Linked DNA regions of Mus musculus: region 2 is linked to region 1. Evidence: chromatin contacts called from public HiChIP or PLAC-seq data. All regions are on one chromosome and are shown on one strand. Each heading gives the region's core, a stretch centred on a gene start, on an enhancer-like site or on the middle of the called end of the contact. The rest is flanking DNA. Distances are from core to core; before and after follow the strand shown. Region 1 has its middle 25 kb from the start of Tmx1. Region 2 overlaps Frmd6 (FERM domain containing 6).

What was found. HiChIP or PLAC-seq counts read pairs in DNA pulled down with a chosen protein or histone mark.
Region 2: an H3K4me3 HiChIP or PLAC-seq map of bone marrow-derived macrophages shows a contact between it and region 1, with 4 times the contacts expected there. The contact joins two enhancer-like sites. A contact is called at or near these places in 1 of 15 datasets of contacts at CTCF or cohesin (the NIH/3T3 cell line), 1 of 484 Hi-C or Micro-C datasets (bone marrow-derived macrophages), 2 of 115 datasets of contacts at active chromatin or transcription factors (bone marrow-derived macrophages and large pre-B cells) and 1 of 9 other capture datasets (embryonic stem cells).

What each region holds. Positions count from the first base shown.
Region 1 is chr12:70,474,417-70,481,032 of GRCm38.p6, forward strand. No RefSeq gene overlaps it. Among named protein-coding and RNA genes, the nearest start is that of Tmx1, 25 kb to the left of the region's middle. Within about 2 kb of position 2,540, at least 53 of the 459 cell types and tissues checked have an H3K27ac peak or open chromatin away from gene starts, as enhancers often do. A contact at or near this core is called in bone marrow-derived macrophages, where this site is marked.
Region 2 is chr12:70,848,651-70,854,439 of GRCm38.p6, forward strand. All of the region lies in intron 1 of Frmd6 (FERM domain containing 6), which reads left to right. Among named protein-coding and RNA genes, the nearest start is that of Frmd6, 26 kb to the left of the region's middle. Within about 2 kb of position 3,056, at least 38 of the 459 cell types and tissues checked have an H3K27ac peak or open chromatin away from gene starts, as enhancers often do. A contact at or near this core is called in bone marrow-derived macrophages, where this site is marked.

The DNA.
Region 1 (6,616 bases), core at 1,290-3,789:
ATCCATGGAGGCCTGAATTCCAGGGGTGCCCCTCTGGTCCATGTGTGATGCCCTAGAATTTGCATTCACTTCTACCAGTCATGTTTTCACTTGACAATTTCCACTCCCAAGAATGGGCAGAATTTTGCCCTTGTGTACAGGCCAGACTGAATGGGCACCTTTTCCTAGCCCATAGCGTGAGTAAATGTGCGGTTCTTGTCTGCCTTGGCACCCCAGTGCCTTTCTCCAGTAAACTAAAGCCTACCCGGCAGCTCTAAGGACAGCTGCCCACTTCACTTCTTGGTCCCTGCGGAGTTTCTCAAGTGACTCTATTCATGACTTTAGAGCGATTTTTAAAAATTACCCGAGCCAGGTGTAGTGGCGCATGCCTTTAATCCCAGCACTTGGCAAATCCCTGTGAATTCAAGGCCAACCTGGTCTACAGAGTGTTCCACGACAGGACAGCCAGGGCTGTATAGTCAGACCCTGTCGGGAGTGGGGCAGTGGGGGTGGGGTGGGGAGTGGAGAGGATACACAAATTGTTTGGCTGTGTCTACCTTAGTAGTCTTTTTAGGTTTCCCTCTTACTAAATATAGTACCTGGAACAGAAGTGCTTTTTTTGGTGTAATGATTTTGTACTTTAAAAAGCTGCTTTCCTTTTAGTATTTTGCAAACATTGAACATAAATAAAACTTATTATACAAGGTAACTCTTTTGTTACACTGGGGAATCTACAAACCAGGGCATAAGGATAATAATGTCATGAACGTGTGATGAGTTTAACTTAACCTCTGCATCCTGAAGTTAAAGACAATGCTTTTGTTTCTCCCTTTGGCTAGGAACTATTGCTAAGCCAGCTGAGGGTTTGTATCCCTGCTTTCTACTCAACCAGCTCTTAGCTCCAATTGATAAAGTCTTCTTTTAGGGAAAATTTAAAATATGAGGTGTTATAAGTGCATAAATGCTGGGGTTTTTACTTCTATGTATACCTTCTATAAAATTAGCCCTTAAGTGTTTTATTCTGGTATGTCCCGCCTGTGGCCTGTGGGTCACATGTGTCCCAGGATAGCTATGAATGTGTCTCAACATTTGTAGATAGCAGTGTGACGTGATTGAACACACATGTAGAGAGTGACTTTCCTCAAGGCAGGAGAAAATTGTAAAGAAAATTCTTGACAGCTGCCTTCTGAAGAAATTTAGGTATAACAGAGGGCAATTTGGTAAAAATAATTAACGGGATTAATTAATTAAACAAAAATAATTTTGTTTAATCTGGGAAAAGGTACATTTGTAATTAGCTTTCTTGCTGAGGGAAGATTGATATTAGGAAAACTTTCATTCATTTGGCAAGATGCAAGCCTTGTTTATTTGTATAGACCAGCAGAGTCGGGGTTTTGAATTATGTATGATCTAGCCGTCAGTATGGCTTGAGTCCCCTTAATTTGTGTGGAGTTTTACATATGTTTATTTATGGTCATGTATTTTTCTAGCACTCATCTTTCCTTGGTCCTAGGGTCCTGTGCTGGCTACTTTTATGTCAACTTGACACAAGCTAGAGTCATCAGGGGAGGGAGTCTCAATTGAGAAAATGGCTTTATCAGATCCTACTGTAGGGCATTCTCTTAGTGATTGGTGGAGGAGGACCCAGCCCATTGTGGGTGATGCCATCCCTGGGCTGGTGGTCCTGGGTTCTATAAGCAAGCAGGCTGAGCAAGGTATATGAAGCAAGCCAGTAAGCAGCATTCCGTTTTGAGTTCCTGTTCTGACACTCCTCCAGGGATGAGCAGTGAAGTGTAAGCCAGATAAATAAACCCTTTACTCCACAGTTTGCTTTTGGTCATTTTTTTTTTAATTATAGCAATATTAACCCTAACTAAGACAGGTCCTTCTGGCTGGGTTTATTGTACAATACACAAGGTGGGTTAGTGGGTGTTAGAGTTTGCTGTTTAAGAGAATGTTTCAGGAAAAACTTTTTTTCCTTAGAGAGTTCATCCTAAGGAAAACTGAAAGCAGTAGATGGAAGTGATGTGCCCTGGGAGTCCGCATGCTGAGGGAGCACACGTAATGGTCTTGATGTGTCACCCTCTCTGGTGTGTTAACTTGAGTCTGTTTCACTTTACAGTAAAATTCTCCATCTCTTTGTCATTCTCTCTTTCTCCCTCCCTCCCTCCCTCTCTCCCTCTGTTTCTCTGTCTTTGTCTCTGTCTGTCTGTCTGTCTGTCTGTCTGTCTGTCTGTCTGTCTCGGTATGAGTGTGTGTGTGTGTGTGTGTGTGTGTGTGTGTGTGTGTGTGTGTGTGTGTTAGTGTATATGTGTGTATATTATACTTAGGAAGTGTCTTTCATCATAGAAGGAGCCCTCTGACTCAATTACCCTCAGATCTTTGCCTGGTCCCTTGAAAACCACATTTAGTGTGCTATGCTTCGTGGCTGTCCCCAGCTGCTATTTATTGTTTGTTTGCTTGTTTGTTTGTTTTTTTCCCCCAAGGCAATAAGGAACTTGGGCACTGACTAACTAAACGCTAACTCCATAGTTCCTGTTTTGTTTTTCTTCAGGGAAATAGCTAACCTCGATGACAAGCAGGCATTACTGTCAGGACAGGAAGCCCTGGGCACCTGGAGGCGGAGCTCAGTGCTAGAGTTTGCCCAGCACCTGGCCAACACCACAGGAAAGGAAGAAAAACTGAACAAGGAGAAGAAGCAAAGCTTCGCACTTCAGGCACAGAGCGCCTGGGCGTGGCTGCGGAGAGCAGACAGGCAGCTTGCGCTGTTCAGATCGAGCAGCAGAAAGGATAACTGATACTTCGTGCTTCTCTTGGATTCCACTCAAAACAAATGGGCACACTGTCTACTATTTAACTCGGGAAATCTCTCCAGGGAGAAAACGCAGCATAAATAAAGTTTTCAAACTAGATCAAAATGTCCTTTTTCATCATTGTTGATCCCCAGTGACAGGCTGCTTTAGGGAGCACAAGAAGGCAGGGGGCAGTGCTGAGGTGTCTGTTTGTTTGGGTGGCAAATAAATAAATAATTAAAATAAAAGTACAACTTGACTTACTTCCTAAGTTTTCTCTCCCTGACCGTAGAAAGCCCTCTTGGCCCGTGTTCTCAGTCCCACACCGGAATCTGGAACAGTTTTTTCATAATGGAGTAGAATTGTCAGATTCAGTCTGCCGTAGTAATGGATATTTTGTGGGTTTTGTGAGTACTCCCACTGATTGGCTCTAAGGGATAGCCTGTATCACTTTCTTCGCTTGAGCCTCCATGATCCCTCTCTACAGTCCCTGAGACAAGGGTGAGTGAGCAAGTAGGTCATGTGGAAGTGATCCCATTAAGCTAGGCTGAGAGCGCAAAGGAGCAGAACGGGCCCCAGGGGGCAGTACTGAGATCTATTGCCGAGTTGGTTTCTGTGTGGCTGACAACTACTCAGTTATTGATGGGAGATAGTCTTCCAGTTTTTCTCAGAACTGTTTGCCTGGGAAACAAGGCTGGAAAATATTTAGATGTTGTGTTCTGCCTCCTGTTGGCTAACCTTAGCCATTGCAGGCACCGAGTACAAGAAGTGGAACCAAAACGATCTATGGAAAGTCTTGGTGGTGGATAACAGATGCCCCACAAAATGCGGCGACGTTAATGTGAGTCCGATGAATTCTGAGCGCACAGTATGCCTTCGGTGACTATTTACTGCACCGGAAGCTATATATCTGTGAAGAAAGAAACCACTCATTATCATCCCCGTTTTCACAGATCTGCCAAGGATACGTGGGCTAGGTTTTATTTTCTGATACTTTAACAAGATATTATTCTACTGACTGGAGATAGCTTTCAGCACTCTTCCGACATGATTTATGCAGCAGTATCTGAAGGTTTCAATCAAGGAATAACAAAAAAGGTATTTCACCTTATCATTCCCTAAAGACTGGAAGTACTCGGAAGCGTTCAACTCCGAGGTTCCAGTTATCTTGAAATATGTATTGGTTCACAAACTAGACTTGTTAAAAAGAACACAGAGAGTCCCCTGTGTACTTAATCAGCATCCCCTCTTATTAGTATGTATTCAACAGATCGATAAGGAGATGACCACTGATACCATACTATTAATCCACCATTAAATCTTACTCGGATTTTTAACAGGTTTCCCGGTAAAGTGCCGAGATTCTGCAAGACCAGCCTTCCTGGGTGTTTCATGGCCTTAATGTATTTGAAGGTCACTGTCTGTTGCTTCAGAGATTCTCAGTCTGCTGCGGTTTGTGAGGTATTGGGGTATTTTCTTATGATTAGAATGAGATTAGACTTTTTTTTTTCTTTTTGCAAGTATACCAGAGAGGTCCACTTGTGCCTTGTTCCTGGGAGTGAGATGTGGGAATACCTGCTTTCAGAGTGTCTTAGCACAGGATGGTGCTTCCCTTGGTCTCTGACACGGTTGTGTCCGACCTCTGGGCTCTAAGGCGCCTGTGCTTTCTTCTGTAACCAGTGGGTGCTTCGGAGACTAGGGACCTGTTACATTTCTTAGAAGATTTTTACCATCCATTGCTAGTTATGTATAACAGTTATTTAAGAGATTTGCTTGATGTTGGTCTTCTCTTATCTCTTCCGTGTGTGTTAGTTTACTTTGGCTCCCAGGCAAAATCTTCTGTGATTGTGATGTGAACTGTTATTCAGAGTGCTTCAGCCCTTGCCGTTGGGAATGTCCCTGAGTTACTCCTATGTCCTTTGAATGTTCATTTCTTACTTTGAACACTCCCTTTCTGGTATCATGTTGTCCTATTGCAGGCCTGGAATCAATCGTTTTTCCAATGAGCTTTTGTTCTGTTTATTAGAGAATGTTTCTTGTTTGTTTTGATAGTGCTTAACCCTGGCTATCTGAGAACTCACTATGTGGACCAGACTAGCCTTGAACTCACAGTGATCTGTCTGCTTTTGCCTCTGGAGTGCTGGGATTAAAAGTATGCTAATTGCCATGCCCATCCTGAGAGCAGTACTTAGAATCTAAGCTCTTGAAGCTATGCTCATTGCTTCTAGGCTCTTGTGGCTTGAATTTACAATGCCCCCACAGTCCACTGCTTTGAATGCTTGCTCACCAGATAGTGACACTATTTCCAGAGGTTTGGAAAAGGTGGGAGGTAGAACCTAGGCTGGAGTAAGTAGACCACTATGTGTGAGTCTCTAGAGTATGTCGTGATCCCTTCTGCCCACTGTTTCTCAGAAACCATGATGTGAGCTGTTGACATTCTCTCTCCACTGTGATGTTCTCCCAAGCTTGTGGGGCCAACCTATAATGAGACTGAGGTCTCAAAAACTGAGCTAAAACAAATGATGCTCCTTGGAGTTTCTCCTCAGGCATTCTGCCCACACTGATACAAGAATCAGTAATACAGAAGACAGCTTGGCAGTAGTACATGGGTGTATATCAAATACACACATTCACATGCAGGTTTTTAAAAAACATTTTTATAGCAGTCACAATACTTGGGACTTTTCTTTTCTCCTTCTTGTAAACTTGTTATTTATTTTATTTTTTTTCCATTTTTTATTAGGTATTTAGCTCATTTACATTTCCAATGCTATACCAAAAGTCCCCCATACCCACCCACCCCCACTCCCCTACACACCCACTCCCCCTTTTTGGCCCTGGCGTTCCCCTGTACTGGGGCATACAAAGTTTACGTGTCCAATGGGCCTCTCTTTCCACTGATGGCCGATTAGGCCATCTTTTGATACATATGCAGCTAGAGTCAAGAGCTCCGGGGTACTGGTTAGTTCATAATGTTGTTCCACCTATAGGGTTGCAGATCCCTTTAGCTCCTTGGGTTCTTTCTCTAGCTCCTCCATTGGGAGCCCTGTGATCCATCCATTAGCTGACTGTGAGCATCCACTTCTGTGTTTGCTAGGCCCCGGCATAGTCTCAGAAGAGATAGCTACATCTGGGTCCTTTCAATAAAATCTTGCTAGGGTATGCAATGGTGTCAGCGTTTGGATGCTGATTATGGGGTGGATCCCTGGATATGGCAGTCTCTACATGGTCCATCCTTTCATCTCAGCTCCAAACTTTGTCTCTGTAACTCCTTCCATGGGTGTTTTGTTCCCAATTCTAAGGAGGGACATAGTGTCCACACTTCAGTCTTCATTCTTCTTGAGTTTCATGTGTTTAGCAAATTGTACCTTATATCTTGGGAATCCTAGGTTTTGGGCTAATATCCACTTATCAGTGAGTACATATTGTGTGAGTTCCTTTGTGAATGTGTTACCTCACTCAGGATGATGCCCTCCAGCTCCATCCATTTGGCTAGGAATTTCATAAATTCATTCTTTTTAATAGCTGAGTAGTACTCCATTGTGTAGATGTACCACATTTTCTGTATCCATTCCTCTGTTGAGGGGCATCTGGGTTCTTTCCAGCTTCTGGCTATTATAAATAAGGCTGCTATGAACATAGTGGAGCATGTGTCCTTCTTACCAGTTGGGGCATCTTCTGGATAAATGCCGAGGAGAGGTATTGCTGGATCCTCCGGTAGTACTATGTCCAATTTTCTGAGGAACCGCCAGACTGATTTCCAGAGTGGTTGTACAAGCCTGCAATCCCACCAACAATGGAGGAGTGTTCCTCTTTCTCCACATCCACGCCAGCATCTGCTGTCA
Region 2 (5,789 bases), core at 1,806-4,305, 370 kb after region 1:
TCTGCCTGCCTTTGATTCTCCAGTGCTGGGACTAAAGGTGTGTGCCACTGGGCTGGCAAGATGCACGCTTTTACTTAAAGCATTCAAAAGGCTTTGCTTCTGACTCAGATGAAATGGTTCTGAGGCTACGAGCAAGAGCTAGGCTTGTCCCAGTTAGGATTGATGGAGTTGATAGGGTGGTGCTGCACCACTGGTGATGGGCATTGGTCCTGCTGTGAGTGACAGCTGGCCACAGATGAGCCACCTAGCCAGTTCACCCAGGCTGAAAGTCCCTGGCTCATCCCAGGAATAAGCTGCCTTTCCGGTGTGGTCACAGCCTTATGAAAAAAGTACAGAGCTAAGGTGGGGTAGTTTCTGGTTTTGTTTGACTTGGGACTTTTAAAAACTGTAACCTTCAAGGTTGAGGCATATGGCTCCATTTTTCATGGAAGATTAAACATGTTAGTGTAGGGTGAGGTGTGATTCTGATTTCCTTCCTCCACACCCTTTAAGAACTAGACTGTAAGTCTCTCACAGCATCAGCGGGTGATTACCGCAAGAAGGAATGTGCTGTGTGGAGGGAGATGCACATCGCACTACCAGGACTCCAGTGACAGGTGGGTCAGAGCGAGGTAACTGGACTAGGCTGGTCCTGACTCACTCTTGCACTCAGTCAGCCTCTCACATACCACAGGGCACAGAGGCGCAGCACACGCCTCCGTTTCCATCCCCGTAGAAGAATAATTACATTGCCCCCGATTTGCATCTTATTTCAAAACCCTAGTAATAAGAGTTAGAGAAATAAGACCTGTGAATGGGGGGAGCCATGCAGAATGCTACCCCACAGGTAAATGCCGTTCCGTTCAAAAATAACATTCCAGCTGGCGGACCTGTCTGATTTTGGTAGTTACCTTCCAGAAGCTGAAGGAACTAAATACTGGCTACTAGGTAAGAGACAGCGTCAAGGTGAAGTTTCCCTGGGGAACAATATAAGGGCCGTAGCCTGGCTTTCCCCCATCTTCCAACAGCCACTTAACAGCGACGACACAACCCACCTTGATCTCCACAGAGCAGACCAGCTCATGAGTTTGATGACACTTTTGGGACTCTTCACCAAGGCGGGGCCGGAGCAGATGTTTTTAATGTGTCTGATAGAGACTCCCTGTGTGAAAGTAGCTATGGTGAACATTTTGTGAAGCTGTAAAAAATAGGTCAGGCACAGAGCACATACTTTTATCATTTTCCTTAAGTACTTTTAAAGCCATAAATTACAGCTCCATCTGTATATGACGGTCTCCAACTCATGTATTCAAAGCAAAATCCCCAAGGGGGTGTAAAACAAGACTTCATAGCAGTGTAAAGCTTTGTTGGACCGTTTTCCTTTGATGCCTGTAGACTGTGCTTTTGATCTTTTACTGAAAAGGGTGTCTGTCCCCAGATTACATATGCACAGGTCATGTGTATATGTATGCATGTACGAAGCCATACCTTGTGGAACTACCACATGTCTGGGTGTGTCTGTGTAACAGTGTAATCTCAGCCTCATAGTTAATATATATAGGGATAAAAGTTGAATTTCTGGCGTGTCAAAGTCTTTCTCTAGCTTCGTAAGTTTTCCCATATAATTCTATGGCTGTCAGATTTTTTTTAAAAGACATTTTATTAGCACTTGAGTATGTTTGACGTAGTCAAATGCTTCCAAATGTTTAACTTTCTATTAAATTTATAACTATTATACTTTCCAGAGAGATTTAAATTATCTCATATTCATTGCTGTTTTAAAGCAGGGAAGGAAAATCCTATAAGGAAAAGCCCAGCCCACATTGGCAGGGTCATTTGCTTAAATGACAGTTTTTTTTGCCTGTCAAGTTCCCAAGTACCACAGAGGTGAAGATTTCTCTGGTTGTACTTTGTTACAGTGTTTCTGTTTAATGTACTTTGAAACTCGAGACAGGAACACACATGTTATCACTAAATGTCTCCTAAGCTCTCACTAACACTGAGCGCCCTGGAGGTTGTTTTTCAGTCTCAAAGCTGTGATAGCAATTATGTGGTAGGTGGAATCTTTTATAATAATGTAGAATGTGATAAACTGCACACAGTTCTCAGTGGGTCCCATTGTGCAGTGTGGCAGGCTTGTATATCGTTTTAAAACTCAGCCACCAGTGTGTGGTGATTTTTGCTGTCCATACTCACTGATGTCACCTTCTAAATTGGAAGTTCACACATAGAAAAGAGCTTAAAATGTCTTATGTAATTTTTAATGCAGTTTTGAGATTAATCATTCCTTTGTCTTCCTAAACGAGTCATTCTTTATTTTTGACTGTTTTTGAACTTGTTAGTCATAGAGATTGTGTCATATCTTCCTGTTAATTTGATTTTTGCACCATTTTTGAGATTTATATTTATTCATCTTTAGCTATAGTTCACGTCTTTTCCCTGTGAGCGGTTTGAACACTGAATGCTTTACTCTTGGCAGGGGATGTCTCTGTTTCCAACTTGTATGTGTATTCCTATGAGGAACTATTTAATGATATGGAAAAAGTGGTCTTCCAAAAACAGATAGCAACTTCTCAAATGTTTCATTCCATCTTTCTTGAAGTCATTGTAACTGTGTTCTCTTTGAACAAAAGTATTTCAGGAAAAACATCAAAAAGTTAGTTTTAAATATGTGTGTGTGTGTGTGTGTGTGTGTGTGTGTGTGTATTAATGAGAATTTCACAACAAAGTTATCATTTACAAAACCATAATTCCTGTGTCAGATGGAATTGAGTGCAAGTCCCGTGAATGAAGGAATCAAAGATTTCATTGTAGAAATTAGAAGCAGATGCTTTTCGGGCCAGTGTTTTCCCTGAGAACAGCACTTTTTGTTGGCTGTGTCAGGCTGGAAGTTCATCTTGGCTGAAAGGAATTTTTGTGCCTCAGTGCTAAGCCTGCTATGACTTTTGAATGCAGAACGCTGAGGAAATAAAAGTTTCTGTGGTTTAAAATCCGTGAATTTCCAGCATTGCTTCTGCCCTCTCTGCTGACTGCCTACCCAGCCACACTATCCTGGCTTCCCTGTGGTACTAGAGGAAGTTGGTTCTACCCCCGGATGTAGAAACGGACTTGTTGCTGCTTTGATGGGGCATTGTGACCCATGACCTTTGACCCTTAGCTGAGGATCCTTGTGTGCTACCGCATTCTAGTTAATGAAGCCCCTCTGAGAGACACCACCAGCCTTCAGATGTCAAGGTGTCAGGAAGAAATCAGGTCCTAGATGACATTGTGTGCTCCTCCATCAAATCCACTTAAGTCATTAGCTTTATACATTCTCCTTAAATTACTTAATGAGTCAGGCTGTGTAAATAGTCGAGATTTGTCCTTACCCTGTGCCTTACAGTACCCTACAACACATGTTCTGTACAGAAAGGGAGTAGGACACACCCAGAGTCATACAGCTAGTAAATGACTGGTGAGTCCATCAGTGAACAGAGTCAGAACCAAGCAGTTGGCTCTAGTGTCCAAGTTTCCATTTCCCTGGGGTGGTTTTTTGGCACTTGCAATTTGGGGAATCAAACCAATGCCTTTTTTGTATGTGTATTTGTGGAGTGGGGGGTTGTTTTTTTTGTTTGTTTGGTTTGAGTTTTGTTGTTGTTGTTGTTATTGGGGGAGGGTTTGGTTTTGGTTTTGGTTTTTTTTTTTGGGGGGGGGGTTGTTTTTTGTTTTTGTTTTTTTTTCCGAGACAGGGTTTCTTTGTGTAGCCCTGGCTTGTCTTAGAACTCACTCTGTAGACCAGGCTAGCCTCAAACTCAGAAATCCACCTGCCTCTGCCTCCTAAGTGCTGGGATTAAAGGCATGTGCCACCACTCCCTGGCTTAATATGTGTATATTTTAATAAAAATTGCTGTAACAGAAATATGGAGACTTTTTAAATACTCTTTGTTGAGAGTATTGGGGATGTGTTTTGAGGAAAAGACAAGATGTAATCATTGTGTCTATACTCTTGTAGATATTAAAAAAGCTGTGGTCAGTACTGAATATCCATAGAGGAAAAAGGATTTATTTATTTATTTGTTTGCTTGCTTGCTTGATTATTCGTTAGTGTTTGAGACAGGGTCCCACTCTGTAGCCAGGCTGCCCTATAATTCACTGTGTAGTTCAGGCAGGGGCTGAAACACTCAACCACTCAACAACCTTCCTGCCTCAGCTGACTGAATGTTAGGATTACAGTTATGAGCCAAAGGCTGTTTAAGGAACATAATATCACTTAATCACTAAGGAATTTCTTTGCTTTCTTTTTTTTTTTTTTTTTTTTTTTTTTTTGGCTAGCAAGTCTAAAATAAATTCAGCAAGTCTCACAGGGGTTCCCAGTGAGTCTTCAGCAGGTCTCAGCAAGGTTCCCAGTGTAGCAGGGGAGCTGTTCCAAGCATTAGCAAGCTAATAAAAACCTGTCCCAGCCAAAGGACGAGCTCCCCGCTGACCAGGAGCAGAGGCAGCAGCTGCTGACAGCCAGGGACCAGGAGACAGGCTTCCTAGACCTGCACCTGCACTGTCTAGGGAGCAGGAAGGATGGGGTTTGTTTTCTTGAAGAAGTTGGCAGATGGGACAGGATGCGAGGGAGGATGTTCTGGGCAGAGGAAACAGCTTGGTAAAAGCAAAAGAAAGGCAGTGAAATGAGTCGCAGTGACCCAGAACATGAGTGACGGAGGACCACAGTGCCTAGGCTGTCGTGTGTTCCAGAGAATCACTACAGGTGCAAACACATGCATTATTCATGGCCAGAGGTACAGGTTGGTAACAGAGTAGCAGGAAGTCCTGCTAGTCTGAGAATGTGGAAATCCTGGTGAGAAAAGCAGTCGTCATGGAGCGGGTTATCCAAAGGGTGGAGTACAGGAAGAGGGATGTTATTTTTCCCTTCTAAGATAATTTTTAAATGTTTATAGAGCACTCAGATCTTTTAAGCATTGAAGATCACTCTGTTATTTACCCCATCTCCCCAACCCCAGTCTTTCTGATTTGAAAGATTAGCTATCAAAACAAATCAGGTTGTCTGTTTTCATTTTATCACTATGCTGTCTTAGTCAGGGTTTCTATTCCTGCACAAACATCATGACCAAGAAGCAAGTTGGGAAGGAAAGGGTTTATTCAGCTTACATTTCCACATTGCTGTTCATCACTGAAGGAAGTCAGGACTGGAACTCAAGCAGGGCAGGAAGCAGGAGCTGATGCAGAGGCCATGGAGGGATGTTCTTTACTGGCTTGCTTCTCCTGGCTTGCTCAGCCTGCTCTCTTATAGAACCCAGGACTACCAGCCCAGAGATGGTCCCACCAAGGGGCCTTTCCCCCTTGATCACTAATTGAGAAAATGCCTGAAGTTCCTTTCTTTGTGATAACTCCAGCTGTGTCAAGTTGACACAAAACTAGCCAGTACACTATGCCATGTGAACCTGTGTTCCTCAACTAAGAATTCAAATGTAGGAGTGCTATTTAACTGAGTGACTTAACTTCATTTTCTCTGCGGTATGAGTGGGGCAAATATGACATTTGTGTCAGGGTTTTAGGAAGAATGACGGATGGCCCTGACCCCTTTTATGGGCCCTAAGAACAAAGCCTTTCTAGGCACTGAGCAATAGAATGGTGCTTGTCCCTGCAGTCTAGAAAACAGGCATCCAAGTCTGCTTTGACGGAATAGGGCAAGAAAAGTCACTGTGGCTTCCTCGAGTACCTCCGCTGCCTTGCCCTCCGCTTAACCTTCTCGCTCAAGCAAGTAGAGTGCAATGTTACAGGAAATAATGATGGAGAGGCAGAGGTTGGGATCAGGAGTTGGA